2 separate regions of the Mus musculus genome follow, and region 2 is linked to region 1. A link is a contact called in public HiChIP or PLAC-seq data. All regions are on one chromosome and are shown on one strand. Each heading gives the region's core, a stretch centred on a gene start, on an enhancer-like site or on the middle of the called end of the contact. The rest is flanking DNA. Distances are from core to core; before and after follow the strand shown.

Region 1 (4,809 bases), core at 1,795-4,294:
GAGCAATTTGCAAATTCATCTGGAATAACAAAAAACCGAGGATAGCAAAAACTCTTCTCAAGGATAAAAGAACCTCTGGTGGAATCACCATGCCTGACCTAAAGCTTTACTACAGAGCAATTGTGATAAAAACTGCATGGTACTGGTATAGAGACAGACAAGTGGACCAATGGAATAGAATTGAAGACCCAGAAATGAACCCACACACCTATCGTCACTTGATCTTCGACAAGGGAGCCAAAACCATTCAGTGGAAGAAAGACAGCATTTTCAACAATTGGTGCTGGCACAACTGGTTGTTATCATGTAGAAGAATGCGAATCGATCCATACTTATCTCCTTGTACTAAGGTCAAATCTAAGTGGATCAAGGAACTTCACATAAAACCAGAGACACTGAAACTTATAGAGGAGAAAGTGGGGAAAAGCCTTGAAGATATGGGCACAGGGGAAAAATTCCTGAACAGAACAGCAATGGCTTGTGCTGTAAGATCGAGAATTGACAAATGGGACCTAATGAAACTCCAAAGTTTCTGCAAGGCAAAAGACACTGTCTATAAGACAAAAAGACCACCAACAGACTGGGAAAGGATCTTTACCTATCCTAAATCAGATAGGGGACTAATATCCAACATATATAAAGAACTCAAGAAGGTGGACCTCAGAAAATCAAATAACCCCCTTAAAAAATGGGGCTCAGAAATGAACAAAGAATTCTCACCTGAGGAATACCGAATGGCAGAGAAGCACCTGAAAAAATGTTCAACATCCTTAATCATCAGGGAAATGCAAATCAAAACAACCCTGAGATTCCACCTCACACCAGTGAGAATGGCTAAGATCAAAAATTCAGGTGACAGCAGATGCTGGCGAGGATGTGGAGAAAGAGGAACACTCCTCCATTGTTGGTGGGATTGCAGGCTTGTACAACCACTCTGGAAATCAGTCTGGCGGTTCCTCAGAAAATTGGACATAGTACTACCGGAGGATCCAGCAATACCTCTCCTGGGCATATATCCAGAAGAAGCCCCAACTGGTAAGAAGGACACATGCTCCACTATGTTCATAGCAGCCTTATTTATAATAGCCAGAAACTGGAAAGAACCCAGATGCCCTTCAACAGAGGAATGGATACAAAATATGTGGTACATCTACACAATGGAGTACTACTCAGCTATTAAAAAGAATGAATTTATGAAATTCCTAGCCAAATGGATGGACCTGGAGAGCATCATCCTGAGTGAGGTAACACAATCACAAAGGAACTCACACAATATGTACTCACTGATAAGTGGATACTAGCCCAAAACCTAGGATACCCACGATATAAGATACAATTTCCTAAACACATGAAACTCAAGAAAAATGAAGACTGAAGTGTGGACACTATGCCCCTCCTTAGAAGTGGGAACAAAACACCCATGGAAGGAGTTACAGAAACAAAGTATGGAGCTGAGATGAAAGGATGGACCATGTAGAGACTGCCATATCCAGGGATCCACCCCATAATCAGCTTCCAAATGCTGACACCATTGCATACACTAGCAAGATTTTACTGAAAGGACCCAGATGTAGCTGTCTCTTGTGAGACTATGCCGGGGCCTAGCAAACACAGAAGTGGATGCTCACAGTCAGCTAATGGATGGATCACAGGGCTCCCAATGGAGGAGCTAGAGAAAGTACCCAAGGAGCTAAAGGGATCTTCAACCCTATAGGTGGAACAACATTATGAACTAACCAGTACCCCTGAGCTCTTGACTCTAGCTGCATATGTATCAAAAGATGGCCTAGTCGGCCATCACTGGAAAGAGAGGCCCATTGGACACGCAGACTTTGTGTGCCCCGGTACAGGGGAACGCCAGGGCCAAAGGGGGGGAGTGGGTGGGTAGGGGAGTGGGGGTGGGTGGGTAAGGGGGACTTTTGGTATAGCATTGGAAATGTAAATGAGCTAAATACCTAATAAAAAATGGAAAAAAAAAAAAAAAAAAACCAAAACCCACAGTGACACACCTGCTCCAACAAGACCACACCTCATAAGAGTGACATTCACTGGGCAAAACATATGCAAATCTTTACATGAACACCCATTTATACACCTCACTTTATAACAGCTTCAAAATAAAATACCTAAGAATGAAGGAAGTGAAGACTTTCTGTACTAAAAACTTTAAAACCCTGAAGAAAAAGATAAAGACATTAGGAAATGGAAATATTTCCATGTTCATGGATTAGTAGCATTAATATTGTAAGAATGGCATTTCTAATATCACCGTGCACATTATTTAATATATCCCCATGCACATTATTTAAATCATACTATTATTTTAAGAATTTTGAAATTTGGATGTCAAAGAACTTAATAAATGCCTCATAGTATCTTAAAACCAGACATAATCATGTCTAGGTGAGATGAAAAGGATGTACTTATTGGCATATAGCTTGATCCTGAACAGCTACCTTATTGAGAAGGGGAAAAGCATAGGTTCTCTTCACAGAATGCTGCTGAAACATGACAGCTTATTCATGTGACAAGCTGACAGGTGAGTTCATTGAGTGCCCTGACTGTAGTGACAAGAAAGCTGAATTGGGTATGTTTTTGTCCCACATTTGTTTGCCATTTTCCCAGTTTGGACAAGCTAAGCTGCCTTGCTTCAAGCTTTTTAAACCTGATGGGACATAGAAAGTTAGAGACCGTGTAATCTGACTTAGAAAGATTAGTCACAAGAAAGAGTTATAGTGATTCTTCTCCTTCCCTCAATGTGACCAGTTATTCTAAGTCAATCTTGGACTGGTCTAGTAATAATTCCAGAATTAGAGATTCCTAGGGAAGATAGCTAAAATCTTAATTAACTAGCAAAGTTAATTTGAAGCACAGCCTCCACTCCCAGAGAAGCTGCAGCCTTTCTGCAATTCTCAAAGCCACTCCCCCACACCAGGAGCTCATAGTCTAAGCTTGATCATTGCTAATTTGCAATTGAATGGAGTACCTTTACTTCATCAAAGAAGCTTTTATACTGTTTCCTTTCACTGTCTCCACTCTGTTTTTCAAACAGGTTCGTCAATGCCCTTCAGCCTTACTGCAGCAAGTGTGCAGCCTCACCTCCAACAGCGCAAGTGGCAGTTATTAATCTTTCTGAAGAAACATTCTAAGTACTTATTGTGGCTTTGGACTGAATTGGGAATAAGGTGTGCAATGAGGGCCGGACAGTCAAAGACGGGCACCCAGATCTCAGAACCATAACAGTTGAAGACAGAGTTGCATGCCAAGAGGCCGTGGCCGTTAATAACACACAACAGAACCATGTCTTGTGTGAAATAAACACAAACAAGCTCCACGTAGCCTCCATGATGGCATTTTGATGCTTTGGGAAGATCTAAGATTTCCTAAGTCAGGAGCAGCCACCAGCCACCATAACTCCCAAGCAGAGACTATAGAGCATAAATATATTTTATGCCTCAGTCCAGCTATTTCTAATATTATAAACAGGGGGGAAAATGTACCCCCCCCCAAGCCTGAAGCAGACTGATCCAGACCTTGACCTTGCTGCCACTAAGGAGATTACCTAAGGTGGAGCCTTCCTGCCTAGAAGACTCTATTGTTCAGCCACTGCCACTGATCTGACTTCAAGACATAGCTACCTGCTGAGAGGCCTCTGAGCTATTCGGATGACTACACCCTATCCTGCAGCTGGTTCCAGGCTCCAAGAATAGATTAGAGGGGGAATGCACCCCCCCTTTATAAGCACAGTTTTCTATTAAACATTTGAGCTTTGACCAGGAAACTTGACTTAGCTCCATTTTTCTCTTGACCACCTAGTTCCCCTCTCTGTTCAGCCCTGGCTTGCCTCCCAGGTGAAAGCCAGTCCATGTGAGCCGCAGGCCAGCTCTCAACAGCTATGCACAGATTCCATGCAATCTCAATCAAAATCACCATCTTGCCTCATATAAAACTATCTTAACTTCATGTGGAACCAGAAAAGATTCTAGGTAGACCAATCATGAGAAAAAAAAAAATAATGGTTGAGAGATTACATTATATAGTTATATTCATATATACACAATATATATATATATGTATGTATGTGTGTACATATACATATATTATATAATATATATTATTGTGCATAATACCTGTGCTGCCTAGTCTTATGCTAACCTGTCACACAAACTAGAGCTATCTGAAAAAAGAGAACTTCAACTGAGTGAATGCTTCCACAACATCTGCCTGTAAAACATTTTCCTAATGATTGATTGGTGACAGTGCATTCAATTTTGGGTATTCTCAGAACAGCATTGGCTTGTGCTGTAAGATCAAGAATTGACAAATGAGATCTCATAAAATTGAAAAGCTTCTGTAAGGCAAAATTCACTGTCAATAGGACCAAAAGGCCATCAGCAGATTGGGAAAGGATTTTTATCAATCCTAAATCTGATAGGGGACTAATATCCAATATATACAAGGAGCTCAAGAAGCTGGACTCCAGAAATTCAAATAACCCCATTAAAAAATGGGGCACAGAGCTAAACAAAAAATTCTCAACTGAGGAATACCAAATGGCTGAGAAGTACCTAAAAAATTGTTCAACATCATTAATCATCAGGGAAATACAAACCAAAACAACCCTGAGATTCCACCTCACACCAGTCAGAATGGCTAAGATCAAAAATTCAAGTGACAGCAGATGGTGGTGAGGATGTGGAGAAAGAGGAACACTCCTCCATTGCTGGTGGGATTGCAAGCTTGTACAACCACTCTGCAAATCAGTCCAGCGGTTCTTCAGAAAATTGGACATAGTACTACCAGAAGTTC
Region 2 (4,400 bases), core at 906-3,405, 160 kb before region 1:
CTCAGTAAGCGAGTTTGTAGAATACTGCTAGCTCATGCCCTTCTCCAAGGCTAATGTTATGAGGCTGTATTTCTACAGATGCAATACAAACTAGTTTCATGCACTAATTTGTTGCAAAGATATCTGTGTATAACATGGATCGAGGTCAGGATTAAGATTTTTCTCATTGCTTAGATGAGTGATTTGGGGGACATGGTTAAGTTGTATCTATCTGAAATCTATTCATATTAAATAGATCACTTATTCTATCTTGCTGAGCAGTCATTGTAAAGTGTGTACAATGGGATATCTATGGTTTATCTCTACAAGTAGGAATTAAAAATCACATTTAACTGTTATTATAATTATAGTTGTCCTCCAGTTTTGAAGTGCATTGTTCTCAAACACACACCACTGAAATAACCATTAAGTAGCATCTGTAGTTAACAATGAGTACAAATTACAGGTAAGCCTTGTCTTAGTAATTAAACTGAAGTACTTATTAACAAACCAAGTATATTGTGGAAAGTTAGTTACCTTTTACAAGGTAAATGTACATTTACCTTTTACAAGGTAAATGTACAATGTACAATGCAATTGTGACAATATTTTAGTGAATGAACAAGTTTTGTTTTGTTTTGTTTTGTTTTGTTTTTATATATTAGTATTGTTTCCAGTTAGGACAATGGCACTAATTAGTTCCAATTAGTACTCATTAAAATTCTAAAAACAGTGTCTCCTGCCTTATTAGGTAAATAATTCCATGCCCCATCTTCTTATTTATTGTAAGTAATTATCACACACAAGTTGCATTTCACCATAGTCTTGGTTATCATCTGAAAGTTATTGAATTTCCAACTTAAAAAAAATAGAGATGCTCATATCATATCATTTTGTCATAAATATATACAGGAACATAAAGTAGTTCACTCAAAGAAAACTGAGGTCAATTGGACAGATGGGCAAAGAAAAAGAAAGACTACAATTTAGAAAGTGGCCATTTCTTAGTAGGAGAACACAGGTAAGAGCAGAGCTTTTCTGTAGACATTAATCTTTCCCTAAGTCTGCTCTTTTACTATGAAATCACTGCTCTAGATCTTAAATTGTATTTTACAGTTGGAAAGTATTAATCTGCTTTAGATATGGAGCTTAAGTGAAGGAAATGAAAAGCAATTTCATTTTGATCATTAAAGGTCAAACTGAGCTAGTTTAGATAGCGGAGAACATTGAAAGAGTCTGCCAACTGAGCAGTACAGGTTCCCTTTCTTCTGGTAGCTGAAAATATCTTAGAAAACACTGTACAGCCATTCTCCTGCTTCACAAGAACAGCACTTACTTTTCATATTACTCTTCCATTTGGCTTGTTCAGGTAATTGAATGTCTGATATCTCTTTCTCTTTACCATCCTGATAAAGATTCTCACAGATATTCTGAAAGCCAGCCAGTGTGAAAAATATAGATCAGGAAGTTTTATATTCTTATCACAATAACATACCTCTGAGACTCTTATAATGAGCAGCAATAAATTTCAAAGGGGTACTTAGTGCTTGTTCCAAGTTATTTCAGAAAAATTCAACCCATTTTAGGATTTAAAATTTCATCATGTAATGTTTCTTTTACAAATTAAATTAATAATATGTCTGTGTATGTCACATGCAGTCCTCATGTTTGGCACCCCATACTTCTGTCGTAATAAAATGTAACTTGCCTAATATTAGATGAATGCTAATTCCACTCCAAGTGCAGTCTGCTTGGTAGGCCTAAAGCCTGGAAGCAGTCACAAGGCAAAGAGTTTCACGGAAACAGCCTCCTGGAACCTTGGCATTCCAATAGCCCATATACTCAAACCTTGTCCTCGTGTTTAGTCTGTTGTTTGGATTTGTGTGCTCTCTTTCAGTATTGTTTTATTATAAGTGCCTTTAAGGTTGATTTTGACATATAGCTAAGCCTCCACCAGTGTTCCAATGGTTCCTAGAAAATCCTTGAAGCCAACCCTGAGCTTGCAATTCAATAGGAATGTTACCTATTCAGTAACATTCAAATATACTTCTAGCAGAGACAGTGAAATGAAATAGGCATTACAAAGAACAGAGCTAGAAAAGCTCAGGGCTAGTCTGCATAGTAATTACTTAGGATAATAGCCAGTGGAGTCATACCCAAACACAGGAATACACAATGGCCTAGCAAATAGGTGGGTTTTTGAATGAAAGGGTTAGTGGAAGGGAATTCCCCTGGTGTAGGTTTCTTCACTAGGCCGAGAAGAATAGTATAATCAGCTATTTACTAAAGAACCCCTGGTGGTGGGTTCAACAATAGACTAGCATTGCATCAGAGCATTCACCTGGCTCCTGTGTTTAGCTGATCTTTTTAATTAAGGGTTGTTCCTATTCTCAGTGGTAAACAAAGCCTGGTTCCTTCCATCTTTTTATGTATGCATTCTTTTTTTTTTTTTTTTTTGTGCCAATGTAACTTGGTGGATGTGTTGGCCTGAGTTTCTTGTTTTTCTTCTGTATTAGAAGTCTGGTGTTCATTTTGAACAAAAAACATTCTGATTCAGCTCTATCTTTCTCTCTCTCTCTCTCTCTCTCTCTCTCTCTCTCTCTCTCTCTCTCTCTCTCTCTGTCTCTCTGTCTCTCTCTCTTTCTCTCTCTCTCTCTCTCTCTCTCTCTCTCTCTCTCATCCAACTTTGTCTGTCAATTCTTGCTTACTCAATGCACACCTGCAGGAACTCCTGATTCCCCACCAATTAAGAGAGGCTGGTCCATGGCAGATGAATAACCTTAGTAAGATATTTGCCACTGTTCAGTTTGGAGTAAACATGTATCACAAGTGCTGACTGCATTTTATAGGCAGGACAGAAATGACGATAATTAAATAGATATTTGATCTCCTGTCTGTGACATCACTGGAATTAGAACTTCTTAAATGATGACTTCTGGTCTCATTTCATCAAACTACCAAGTCACACCATAGCTCCTTGTGACAAAGAATTTGAATATATAATACTTTCTTAATTTTACAGTGGCCTATATCTATATTCAAAATGAACCAGTTTCCTTAGGAAATAACCAAAAGAAACACTGTATTATTTAATATCATTAAAACCCAGATTGGGGTATTTCCAAAGGATTTTATCACTGGTATGTAATTGCATGCTCATGATAGACTTGTAATATCTGTGTTATGGCTGAAGTCCATGTAGCCTGACATTGTTTTCATTGTGCTTAATTACAAACTTATAACTTTTGTAACTAGGTAAGCATTCATTTTTTCCTGTGGAGATAAATACTCATGTTTGAGACAGAGTATGCGAAAATCAAAAATTCATACAAATAGATACATACTACACAAAAATAAATGCAACAGCGAGTCATTTAAAAGGTGGCAATTAAAAGTTATTTTTTAAGAAGCCACATGCTTATAACTCTGCAACATGAAAAAACCTGGTTATAAAATCTGCCTTCAAGGCTTCTGTTACTAATGACACAGTTTTCACAGCACAATAAGCACTCACAGGTATTGCTTAAGAAAACTGACTCCAGAATACTTAGCAAACAGCACTCCCTCAATTGCTATGTTGCTTCAAAATGGGGGATGCAACTGTCACTTGAGATTCTAAAGATGATTGTCACCAAATGCCAAGCACTCTGGTCAAGTCAGCTTGACAGGTCAAGAGGCTTAGAAGCTACTCACGAGGCAAAGAGTTTCACGGAAACCCACCTCCTGGAGTCTGGCATCCTCTCTAACCCATACATTAATATTTCATTCCCGCATTAGTCTGGTGTATGGATCCACGTGCTCTCTTTTAGTATTATCCTATTATAAGTGCCTTTTAGGATTGAATTCTGACATAGCTAAAGCCTTCACCAGTGTTCCAATGTCCTAGAAAGTCCTTGAGCAGACCATGGGCTTGGAATTCAGTAAGAATATTGCTATTCAGTGAAATTCAGAATTGCCTCGTTCATTACACTATCACTTTGAATAAAAGCTAGGTCTCTGCCCTACACAGGAATTTACCATCTTCTAGGAAGAAGGAAGTTTGAGACCTAAAGAGAAACCAGAATAGATACTTAGGACTGTAGATAGCTGAGTTACACCCATACCACGTATTTACAGTGGCCTAAGGGAAAGGTGGACTATACAATAGACTAAAATAGGAACTATGGCAAGGGCAGGAAGCCCTTGACCCTGGCTTCTAAGATTAAGTGAATCTTAGGTGGAGCTCTTGTTGATCCCAGTTGTTAACAATGAATTCTATCCCAGGTGGTTCCTGTTAGACCTTCTGAGTTTGCATTCCTCTGTTTTAAGTAAGAATCCAGTAACCTCTTTGTACCTTGCTGGCGTGTCACCCAACTTCCTTATTTTCTTCTGTATAAAAAGTTTGATGCTCGATTTGACAAATTACATTCAGATTCTACACA

Evidence for each region. HiChIP or PLAC-seq counts read pairs in DNA pulled down with a chosen protein or histone mark.
Region 2: an H3K27ac HiChIP or PLAC-seq map of embryonic stem cells shows a contact between it and region 1, with 23 times the contacts expected there. The contact joins two enhancer-like sites. A contact is called at or near these places in 1 of 484 Hi-C or Micro-C datasets (embryonic stem cells), 6 of 115 datasets of contacts at active chromatin or transcription factors (embryonic stem cells and stem cell-derived neural progenitor cells) and 1 of 9 other capture datasets (embryonic stem cells).

Annotation. Positions count from the first base shown.
Region 1 is chr1:101,755,541-101,760,349 of GRCm38.p6, reverse strand. No RefSeq gene overlaps it. Among named protein-coding and RNA genes, the nearest start is that of Gm24122, 350 kb to the left of the region's middle. Within about 2 kb of position 3,044, at least 9 of the 459 cell types and tissues checked have an H3K27ac peak or open chromatin away from gene starts, as enhancers often do. A contact at or near this core is called in embryonic stem cells, where this site is marked.
Region 2 is chr1:101,916,821-101,921,220 of GRCm38.p6, reverse strand. No RefSeq gene overlaps it. Among named protein-coding and RNA genes, the nearest start is that of Gm24122, 190 kb to the left of the region's middle. Within about 2 kb of position 2,155, at least 4 of the 459 cell types and tissues checked have an H3K27ac peak or open chromatin away from gene starts, as enhancers often do. A contact at or near this core is called in embryonic stem cells, where this site is marked.